Regions from separate parts of the Mus musculus genome. Here region 2 is linked to region 1. A link is a contact called in public HiChIP or PLAC-seq data. All regions are on one chromosome and are shown on one strand. The core of a region is the stretch at or near the end of the contact, and the rest is flanking DNA. Distances in the headings are between cores, read along the strand shown.

Region 1 (4,996 bases), core at 231-2,730:
GGTAATGTCTCCTGGCCAGGAGTAACATCAGACACCCCAACCCTGAGCTCCAGGGAGCAGCCTGCTGGGCCTATAAAGGTTCTTGTTAACCCTCTGTGACTGAACCTTCAAGTCTGTGTTTTTTAAATTTAAAATTTTTTTGTTATTAGTGTGTGTGTGTGTGTGTGTGTGTGTGTGTGTGTGTGTGTGTGTGTGTGTGTGAGAAAGGACAGCTTGTAAGAGTCAATCTCGGGCTGGTGAGATGGCACAGTGGGTAAGAGCACCCGACTGCTCTTCTGAAGGTCCGGAGTTCAAATCCCAGCAACCACATGGTGGCTCACAACCATCCGTAACAAGATCTGACGCCCTCTTCTGGAGTGTCTGAAGACAGCTACAGTGTACTTACATATAAATAAATAAATCTTTAAAAAAAAAAAAAAAAAAGAGTCAATCTCTTCCTTCCACCCCGTGGGTCCTAGGGCCGGAACTCTTCAGATCATCAAGTTTTGTGAGGCAAATACCTTTAAAGATTTTAAATCAACAGGGACCCAAGCTGAAGAGGAGAGCCACTCACTTCCTGGGCAGCAGGGCTCCTCCTCATCTTGAGCTGGGAGCCTTGAGGAGAACCAGAGACAGTGCACTTATCTGTGTCAGGACCAGGCAGGCCCTCTGTGGTCTCAGGGTCCCTGCTGTCTACAGCCAGGTCTGAGCAACTGCTGGCAGGGTGAGGGTTCTGGGTCTCTCAAGACTGCACTCCTCCCCTCTGTCCCAGTGTCACCTCTCCCTGAGCAGTCTAAGAAGGAGATGAAGGATCTGCCTTCTGGTTCTCAAACTGAACTCTCGATGGTGACAAATGTCTTCACTGTCCGGTGCCTTACTCAGGACTTCCGGCTCCCCAGAGCCTCTCCATCATACCTGACTGACTGCCTCTCTGTGGAACTTCACTCCACCACGGCTAGGGCTAGGACGGTAATTCAGGACAGTGTCTGGTCCTTATCTACCTATCATTAACTACCTTCTCAGGACTCCCTGCTCGCAGGCGTAGGGAGGGAAGTGGGGCACGGGTCTCTGGCTCCCCAGACTGGACATGTGCACAAGTTCACAAGAGCCAGCTGGACCAGCAGATGGGAAGAGAGACTGCCCATCGCTCTAAACCTGCCAGAACTCGAGGTCCCCACGTCTGACAACGGGTGCCTCGGCCCAGTCTCAGGCTCAGGAGTGGCGGGGCTACAGGGGAAGCCCGGATTTGTCTGCAAGTTCCTCCTCCCAAGCAGGCGATGCCTGGGTGTGTTTGACTTTGAGTCAGATCCCCACCTCGTGAAGGGTGTACACACACACACACACACACACACACACACACACACACGTCCAGACACCACACGTCGAGAGCTGAGACCCGCACCCTCAGCTCCGCACCAGCCCGGGGCGCACGCCAGTACACCCGGCGCTGTCCATCACCGCGTGACCCCCTGATCCTCCCAGCCCCTTCTGCACATTGGCCACACCTACCTCTCCCAGCCGGGACCGCGGTGGCCTTGCTAACGGGTGGGTGGTCAGGCGGGCAGACGCCAGCCGTGACACCCCCATCCCGCCTAACCTTCACCTTGCCAAAATTGACTCCCAGAAACAGGACTGGATTTTTTGGAGCGGATTTTTTTTAAAAAACATTTTTTCCCCAGCAGACCACATCTCCGCCCCCAGCTCGCAGTCCCCCGCCCCCCGCACATATACCCTGCACACCCGCGCGCACACACACCCGGCGCGCACAGACACACGCTCCCTCCCTCCGGCGCTCTACTCCTCGCCCGCCCGCCCTCCTGCCCGCCTCGCACGCACCGGCCTCGGCTCCCCGCGCCCGCCGCCGAGCGAAGCTGCGCTGGGCTCGGAGCTGCTCATGGAGAAAGTGCCGGGCGACATGGAGATAGAGCGTAGGGAGAGGAGCGAGGAGCTGTCCGAGGCGGAGAGGAAGGCGGTTCAGGCTACGTGGGCCCGGCTGTATGCCAACTGCGAGGACGTGGGGGTGGCCATCCTGGTGAGGTAGGTGTCGCTCCCTTCTTGGCGGGGCCCAGGACGGGAAGGGTGACAGCGGCTGCGGGCAGAGGCGGGCTCGGCCCGCTGCGAGCTCCGGCGCCACCTCCCCAGTGACTGGGGACGGGTCGCGGTGACAGGGGTGCTTTGGAGCGATGGAAACCTTAGCTGATGCCTTCTAGCTCGGAGAGTGGGGCTCACCATCAGAAACTAGATGCAGGAGAGCGCTTGGTCTCCCCGGCCTCAGAACTCACCCATCCCAGTCAGTCCTCCTCACGAGTGACCCTAGTGATCCCACTAAGATGTATGTCCAGCATCCGACCAGCCCTCAAAGGGAACGGTAGGAGCTCCCCCTCTTTAAGTAATGGGCAGAGAAACTGAGGCTCAGTCAGGAAGGGGGTTAAAGAGGAAACAGAACTCCCTGTCCAGTTGGGCCCTTCAGAAGAACACAGCAGAGAGCTGGGGGGCGGGGGGGGGGGGTAAAGGTCAAGAGGTCAAGCTTCCCGGCTGCCCCTCTTTGCCGAGCTGCAGGTGAGACAGGAGTGAAGCCAGCAGGTACCTGGGATGCAATCCTGGTTGAGTTTTTTTGGCTTGGGGGGGGGGCCAGCTTTCAAGAGACAGGGCCCCACTCTGGACCCCACTCAGGTAAGAAGTATAGCATCTGGCCCCAGAATCCCTGAGGGCGCCCCCCCCTGCCCCCAAGTGACGCCGTATTTATACACCGCACCCTGATAATGTCACCAAGCCCCACAAACTAGAGACTGACTGTAGTTACAAATCAAACCCGTACTCTTCCTCCACGCGCTGGGCCCAGGGGTTCAGGCTGAACCCCCACATACACCCTCAGCCCCCAGGCTTTCAATTCTAGGATAGCAGGGCAGCCTTGTGTGGGGATAGGGTGGAACCCGGGGGCGGAACAGCTGTGATGCAGCTGTTTTCAGTCCCCCGACCCCTTCCCTGGTTCCTCTTCTCCCTCTGCCTCTGCCTCCTGCAAGCCTGGGACCTCCCCTGCTCCCTACCGATATGCCTGGGTTCCAACTCAGAAATAGATCTTGGAGGAAGAGAGTCGAAGCACTTTGGCGGAGTTAGGGGAGGATTCCTGGGGAAGAGGAAGGGGCAGCTAGTTCAGAGTTCTCTGACCCAGCAACGCTGCCCCGGGGGACAGGAACCAAGGAGGGCCCGTGGGACCCTGAAGCTGCAGACACTCGGAGACCCAGATTGGCAGCGTGGGCACCCACACACAAGCACACAGTGGAGAATAGAGTCGCAGATACGCCAGTCCGCATCCCCAGCTGGCTGCTCTTGGTCTTTTGTCGTACCCCCTAGGCCCACAGGGCACACGTGGAAACAAGGCAAGGCTCGTAGGACCTGGAGATATTCTTGTGAATTGCTTCTCCAGGTACGGGGGGAGGGGGACAGAGGGGGGCAGAAGAAGGACAGGATCCGAGAGTAGGGTTCAGAGTAGGGTTCATTCTGTATCTTCCTCGGTTCACCCCCTGACACCCAAGGGACCAGGCCTGGCTGGGAGAGAGTTTTACTGATAGACATAGTACCCAAAGGCCCACAGTGAACCCGAGGAGACCTGATACAGCAATCAGATCTGGCTGGCCGAGCCAGTCACCTAACTCCACAGAGCCAACACTGAGAAACCTGGGCCACTGTATCAGCCACTCCCTGTGGCTCCAGATGCCACCGACTCCTCTGCTTCTGTCTGCCCCAGGCCTGACCAATGGAAAGGGGAAAGGCCAAGACCCCTTAGCTTCTCACTGCTTCACAGGGGAACCATCCAGAGATCCTGGTCACAGAGCCATGTTGACAAGACCAGCGTGCTCATCCGTAGGACCAGGCCCTCTGACCATTCTCCCTTTCTGTCCTCACCACCCACTCTGCCTGCAGGGTAGGGGCATGGAGGAAGCTGGTTACCAGCAGCAGTTCCTGGCAGATATGGTGCCGTGGAGGAAGAGCGAGCAGAGCCTTAGGGTCTGAGGCAGACCCCGCGTTTGCACTCATGTCAGAGAGAAGCCTGAGGAGGGAGCACCCCCCCCCCCACTCCCGCCTGGTTGTAATGCTGACACGTTCCCCCTCACACGCAGACGGGCCTATTTCGGGCTCTTGGAAACCCAGATGCCTCTGAGAACTGAGAAACTCCCCAAGACTGGCTGTTAAGGCTTCTCCCTAACAGCTCAAGCCAGCCAGGGATGGGTGGGAGGAAACACAGGTTCAGGAGAAGCCAGCATGCTAGGCAGAGCTCCTGGGGAAGTTCCTCTCTCGCGGCCACATATGGTGCTGCTGTGTTGAGACAAGACACTCACCTGTGCTCAGGACTGGTTCCTGCCTGTTAGGCAACCTTGGAGACCAGCCAGTTCCTGAGCCACAAGATAGGATGGGGAGCAAAGCAATGCTCAGATAGTAAATGCTCAAGGATTGTTCCTGGGGTGCCCTCACCGGAAAGGACGCCATAGCTTCTACGCTGTGGCACCTGAGCACTGTAAGAGATGCCTTGCAAATGGCAGCATACCAAGCCAAAATAAAATTTATTTTTTTGTATTGCAATTGGGAAAGCCCCATAGCCTGAGGTGCTGATTATCTCGTGTAGGGGTGGGGGCATGTTTCTCCCATCACAGCATTAGCGTGGAGCTCAGAGGCCAACGGCCCGGAGCCAGTTCTCTCTTCTTCCACCTTGTTGAGGAAAGAGTCTCTCTTGTTCCTGTCACTGTTCTGTTCCCTGGGGATTCTGTCTCACTGCCAAAGAGTGCTAGGGTTACCCATGTGCCATAGCGTCCTGCCTTTTGGGTTTTATACATTCCAGGGATCAAACTTAGTTGCCAGGTCTGAGCTCTGAGTGACTTTACGCCTTGGCTTGTCTCCCTGGTCCCTGGGCCATCTTTCTTCATTTGTCCCTCATTACAAAGCTTCTGAAAAAGTCCTCTGTGTTTTCGGGCCCACTGCCACCTTGGTCCACACCCGCTTCTTCATCTGAAGAAGCCAG
Region 2 (4,797 bases), core at 124-2,623, 440 kb before region 1:
GCTCTTACAGTCAGGCAGCTGGGTGTCACCTGGCTTCATTGGGGGTCCCCAGGATGCAAAGCATCCCAAAGATCTGGTCAATCTCCGAGCCACATGCAAAGGGGAAGAAAGGAGGATATGTTCTGTGGACCGCTTGTCAGACAGATTCCAGTGTTAGATAAGCACCTGGAACCAGAGCCAGTGGCCTTTAAGATATCTTTCCTGCCAAACAAGGTGGACAAGTATAATCCCAGAACTGGGGAGGTAGAAGCAGGAAGATCAGAATTCAAGATCATCTGCAACTACATAGCAAGTTCAGAGCCAGCCCAGGCTACAGAGACCCTGTGTGTGTGTGTGTGTGTGTGTGTGTGTGTGTGTGTGTGTGTGTGCAGTCTGTCTGTTTTGTTTTGTTTTTGAGACGGGGTTTTTCTATGGTACAGCCCTGGAGCTTGCTTGGTTGATCAGGCTGTCCTAGAACCCAGCGATCCCCCTGCCTCTGCCTCCCTAGTGCTAGGATGAAAGGTCTGCACCACCACTGCCTGGCTGACTCTGTCTTTACAGCAAAAGAAAGATCTTTCCCGGGAGAGTGCTGAGCAATCTAGAGAGTAAGCTTGGCTTCCCCAGCCAACCCCAGACTCCCCTCAATTCTTCCTAATAGAAGCAGTCACTGAAGGAGCTGGCAAGATGACCATGTGGATCCGGGCTCCTGTCACACAGGCTTTGATCCTGGGAATCCATAGAAAGGCAGAAGAAGATAACACTCCACAGGGTGCTCCTTCAACCTCGCTGCCCTCCTCTCTGCAAGAGAGAGAGAGAGAGAGAACAGAGAGAGAGAGAGAGAGAGAGAACAGAGAGAGAGAGAGACAGGGAGAGACAAGACAGAGGGAGAGATAAAGACAGAGATACAGAGAGAGATAAAGACCGAGACACACAGAGAGAAAGACAGAGATACAGAGACACAGAGGGAGGAAGAGATAAAGAAAGAGATATGGAGAGACACAGAGACAGACAGAGATAGAAAAAGAGAAAGATACAGAGAGAGAAAGACAGAGAGACACAGAGACAAAGACAGATACAGAGACAGATGACAGACAGACAGACAGACACACACACACAGAGAAAGAGAGAGAGAGAGAAACATGTTTAGTTGCTACTTACTGGCTGGACAGGAGACAGGAGAATGTTGAATGGGGCATGGGGCCCTGGGGGCTGTGTTTGGGGGTGTACATCTGAGGTGTGACAGAACAGAGTTAGCTATAAGCCACAATGCAAATGTCAAGCCCACAGAGTCACACTCAGAGGTCATGACGTGGCCAGCAGATGAAGTCCCCTGTTCAAAGGCCCTTGCAGGTGCAGCGGATGGGATGGTGCTGGCAATGCGCCTCTCGCCCTACAGAACTCCCATGAGAAAAAGCTGTGTCAGCAAGACGGCCTGGCCCCTCCCAGCCTGTGAAGCCCCAAGGACTGTGAGACAGCCTCAGTGGGAGAAGGTCGTGACCTTCTCACAGCCTCAGTTTTCTCCCTCGGCTGTGCTCTGATGTGGTGTTTTCTACGTATAGATGAACTGCAGTTTCTCTCCACTTTGGGTTTGTTTGTTGTTGGTTTTTTGTTTTGTTTTTTTTTTAAGTCTCTTTCTTCCATTAACCAAGCAAAAAACAGAGTAGAAATCTAAAGAAGAAATTGTGTGTGTGTGTGTGTGTGTGTGTGTGTGTGTGTGTGTGTGTGTGTTGGATGTGCATGTATCTGTTATCTGTTTGTACACTTTTCTTTCCTTTAAAGTCATGCAAATATGCTGGTGTGGCACCTCGTCCATTTAATCTCAACACTAGAGGCAGAGGTACAGAGATCTTAGGGAACTAGTGGTCAGCCTGGTCTACATAGCAACTTTCAAGCCAGCTAGAGCTACCAAGACAGACCTTGTCTCAAAACACAAAACAAAACAAATAAAATCAGTTAAATGAGACTCCTCATTTTCCCCCTGAGAGTCAGGCATGACCTCCAGTCAATCAGGCACTTAGAGCTGGATCACTGGCGACTGTCCCCCGGCCTGCGTCCTCACCACAGAGGAACAGCTGAAAGAGAGGTGGCCTCAGGAAAGCTGTAGGACTGAGCGGTCCAACCAGGACCCCCTCCACGTGGGCAGCATTCGCGGTTGAGTGAACGAGACTCTTCGCCCTGACCCTCAAGGCACACTAGCCTCTCCACCGGCAGCTGGTTTTCTCCAGCATTAGCGACTCTGAGAGAAATCACATGCCTAGGGAGACGTGTGACATGTGAACGTTCTCGGGTGACACACGCATTAACTGCTCTTATACGCAGAGTGAAACTGTGGACCGGATCGGGCTGGCCCCAGTCGTGTTCTCCTGAAGGTTAGGGGTGGGACACAGCAAGGAGCCGATGGGCGGGACTGCGGAGCATCCGCTGAGTTTGGAATCCTGACCCTCCCCTTACTTGGAACAGAAGTGGAGGTGGCTTTCTTGATTCTCAACCAAATTACATTTTTTTTTTCAAAGGCTGGGGGTGTAATTCAGCATACATAAGGTCTTGGGTTGGATCCCTAACAAGAAAAATAAACCAAACAAAACCCCAAAACAAACAAACCAACCAACCTCACCCTTCCTTCACTGCCTGTCTTATTTGCAGAAGAACGCGCCTTTCTTAAGGCCCTTTCTGGAATTTCTCAGTTGGGGTACCGCCTCCTCATTTCCTGTTACTTATCCCTAGAGGAAAAGAAATGACCTAAACAGGGCAGGGGGGATGCTCCATGTGAACAGAGGCTCACCCTGCGAGCCTGGCACCTGAATGAAAAATAGAAATTAAAAAAATAAAAATAAAAATAAAAAAAGGAAATGACTGTCCCTAAGTGTGGTGGAGATGACGATTTATCGTAGATAGAAGAGAGAGCATAGCCCGAGGCAGGGGCATCTGGGAGCCCAGACTGAGCTGGGGCACGCAGGGATACAGGGACAGGGCAGGTAACCAACATGTCTGGATTATAGGGAAGAGCGTCTGAGCAAGAGCAGCCCAGTCCCTGGGCTGGAGAGTTCAGGGTAGAGGGTATGCCAGCCCTACCCTGTAACCGTAGGGACTGGAAGAACCTGAAGCCAGGTCATATTTGATTTGTTAAATAGCCACCATTTGTCTTGGGGTCTGAGACTGACTAACCAGAGTTCAAGCACCACATCCCAAGGTGGAAAGAGAATAGATCAAAAGTGGCACACGTAAGTCTGCACTGGAACACTCACACGCACGCACACACGCGCACGCACACACACACACTGCTAATAATAAATAAAAGTTTAAAAAGGTAGCAATTCACCTAAAAAAAAAACTTTCTGCAAAAAGAACATATCTCCCACAGTCAATTAAAGTGCCACCACCACCACTAGGGTGCCTACAAGCCCTAGATTCTGGTCACTTCAAGTTGCAGTGTTCTGTGAACTCCTGTACACTTGAATAGTCTTTAAACAAACCATCTTTCTCTTGTAACCCACGCTGGCAGTACCGTTTGCTGTCCCCAGTTACTGAAAATGAGAGTAGAAGAAGCCAAACCGGGTGTGGTGGAACACACCTTTCATCTCAGCACTTGGGAAGCAGGAGGATTTCTGTGAGTTCGAGGCCAGCCTGGTCTGCATAGAGAGTTGCAGGACAGCCAGGGCTACATACTGAGACCCTGTTTTTACAAGTAGCATAGAGAGGGAGAAATTTTCTCTCCTGGACAAAGGAGCCAACATCCTTTATGTATGGTGATTAATCTAAAGGTTTTGTAAAATCTGGGAGAATGGGAGATATTAGGTAACGGAAATAGAATGGAAAATGTCACATATTTATTTTGGGGGCTGGGCAGTTTACCAGGCTCTGTACCTACTAGACAAATAACCTACCAACTGAATCACACCTCTCACCCAGCATAATTTAGCATAGGCCTACTAAACACCCAACAGTTCGCAGCGTTTCCTCCTTAAACCTTTCTGTTTGCTGTAGAAGAACGGGGTCATGCAAGGCCAATGACTGCCCAACATCACACGCCCTGTTCACTTTTCCTTCATAAATACTATGGTGTACTCTTAGGTACTGAGCTGGGTACCAATGACTCATCTGTGCATAGGACAGTCACCACAGCCTGGGGTGAACTTCCTAGCTGAGGAGCTGGGGGGGGGGCGGGTAGGTGGGGGTGGGGAGGAAGATGGGCAGGCAGGCAGGTAGGCACACAGAAAGGCAGGACTGCCCCATGAGGCACCAGCTACCAAAGACCTGGGATTCCTTCTGGTGAATGAGATAGATGGGAGCCATTGATCTGCTCAGCTCTGTGTTCTGCTCCACGTCATCTCAACTGAAGTCTCCCTGTCACTTGGCCACAGCTCTGTTATCTGACCTTCAGAGAAATGAGAGATATAAGCTGATTCCTGCCAAGCGAGCTCAGGACCAGGAAGTTCCGGGGTTTTGCCCTTCATGGAGAAAAAGCAGTGTCTCGCTTATCCTGGTTGCCTCTGCCTTCTGCCTGTCTTCCCAGCCCTGACCCCTGCCTGTGCTGCAGCACTGTGGAGCCTCAGGCCTAGGCCTGGCTGACCCCTGTGTGGGGACTGCCACACAATAGAATTAGGCCTTTTCGCTTCTGTGTTAGAAAAATAAACACACTTAGGACATGGGTCAGGCAGTGTGCTTGCCTAGGATGTGAAAGGCCCTGGATTAGATCCCCAGCACCCAATGTGCCTCCCCTCCCCACCTGTACCCCAAAGAATGAAAATCCTCCCAGGATTGGTGCCTCTGGGTTTAGACAGAAAGAAAAGTTTTTAAAAATTAACATTTGTGTGTGCA

Evidence for each region. HiChIP or PLAC-seq counts read pairs in DNA pulled down with a chosen protein or histone mark.
Region 2: a FOXA1 HiChIP or PLAC-seq map of pancreatic cancer cells shows a contact between it and region 1. The contact joins the enhancer-like site here to the promoter of Cygb in region 1. A contact is called at or near these places in 2 of 39 promoter capture datasets (cranial neural crest and maxillary cranial neural crest) and 4 of 115 datasets of contacts at active chromatin or transcription factors (bone marrow-derived macrophages, embryonic stem cells and pancreatic cancer cells).

Annotation. Positions count from the first base shown.
Region 1 is chr11:116,650,797-116,655,792 of GRCm38.p6, reverse strand. Cygb (cytoglobin) reads left to right here and starts at 1,480. Exons shown (of 4, transcript NM_030206.4): 1 at 1,480-2,016. The coding sequence starts at 1,874. It also overlaps a transcript of Prcd not described here.
Region 2 is chr11:117,089,462-117,094,258 of GRCm38.p6, reverse strand. No RefSeq gene overlaps it. Among named protein-coding and RNA genes, the nearest start is that of Mir6516, 15 kb to the right of the region's middle. Within about 2 kb of position 1,373, at least 115 of the 459 cell types and tissues checked have an H3K27ac peak or open chromatin away from gene starts, as enhancers often do. A contact at or near this core is called in embryonic stem cells and pancreatic cancer cells, where this site is marked.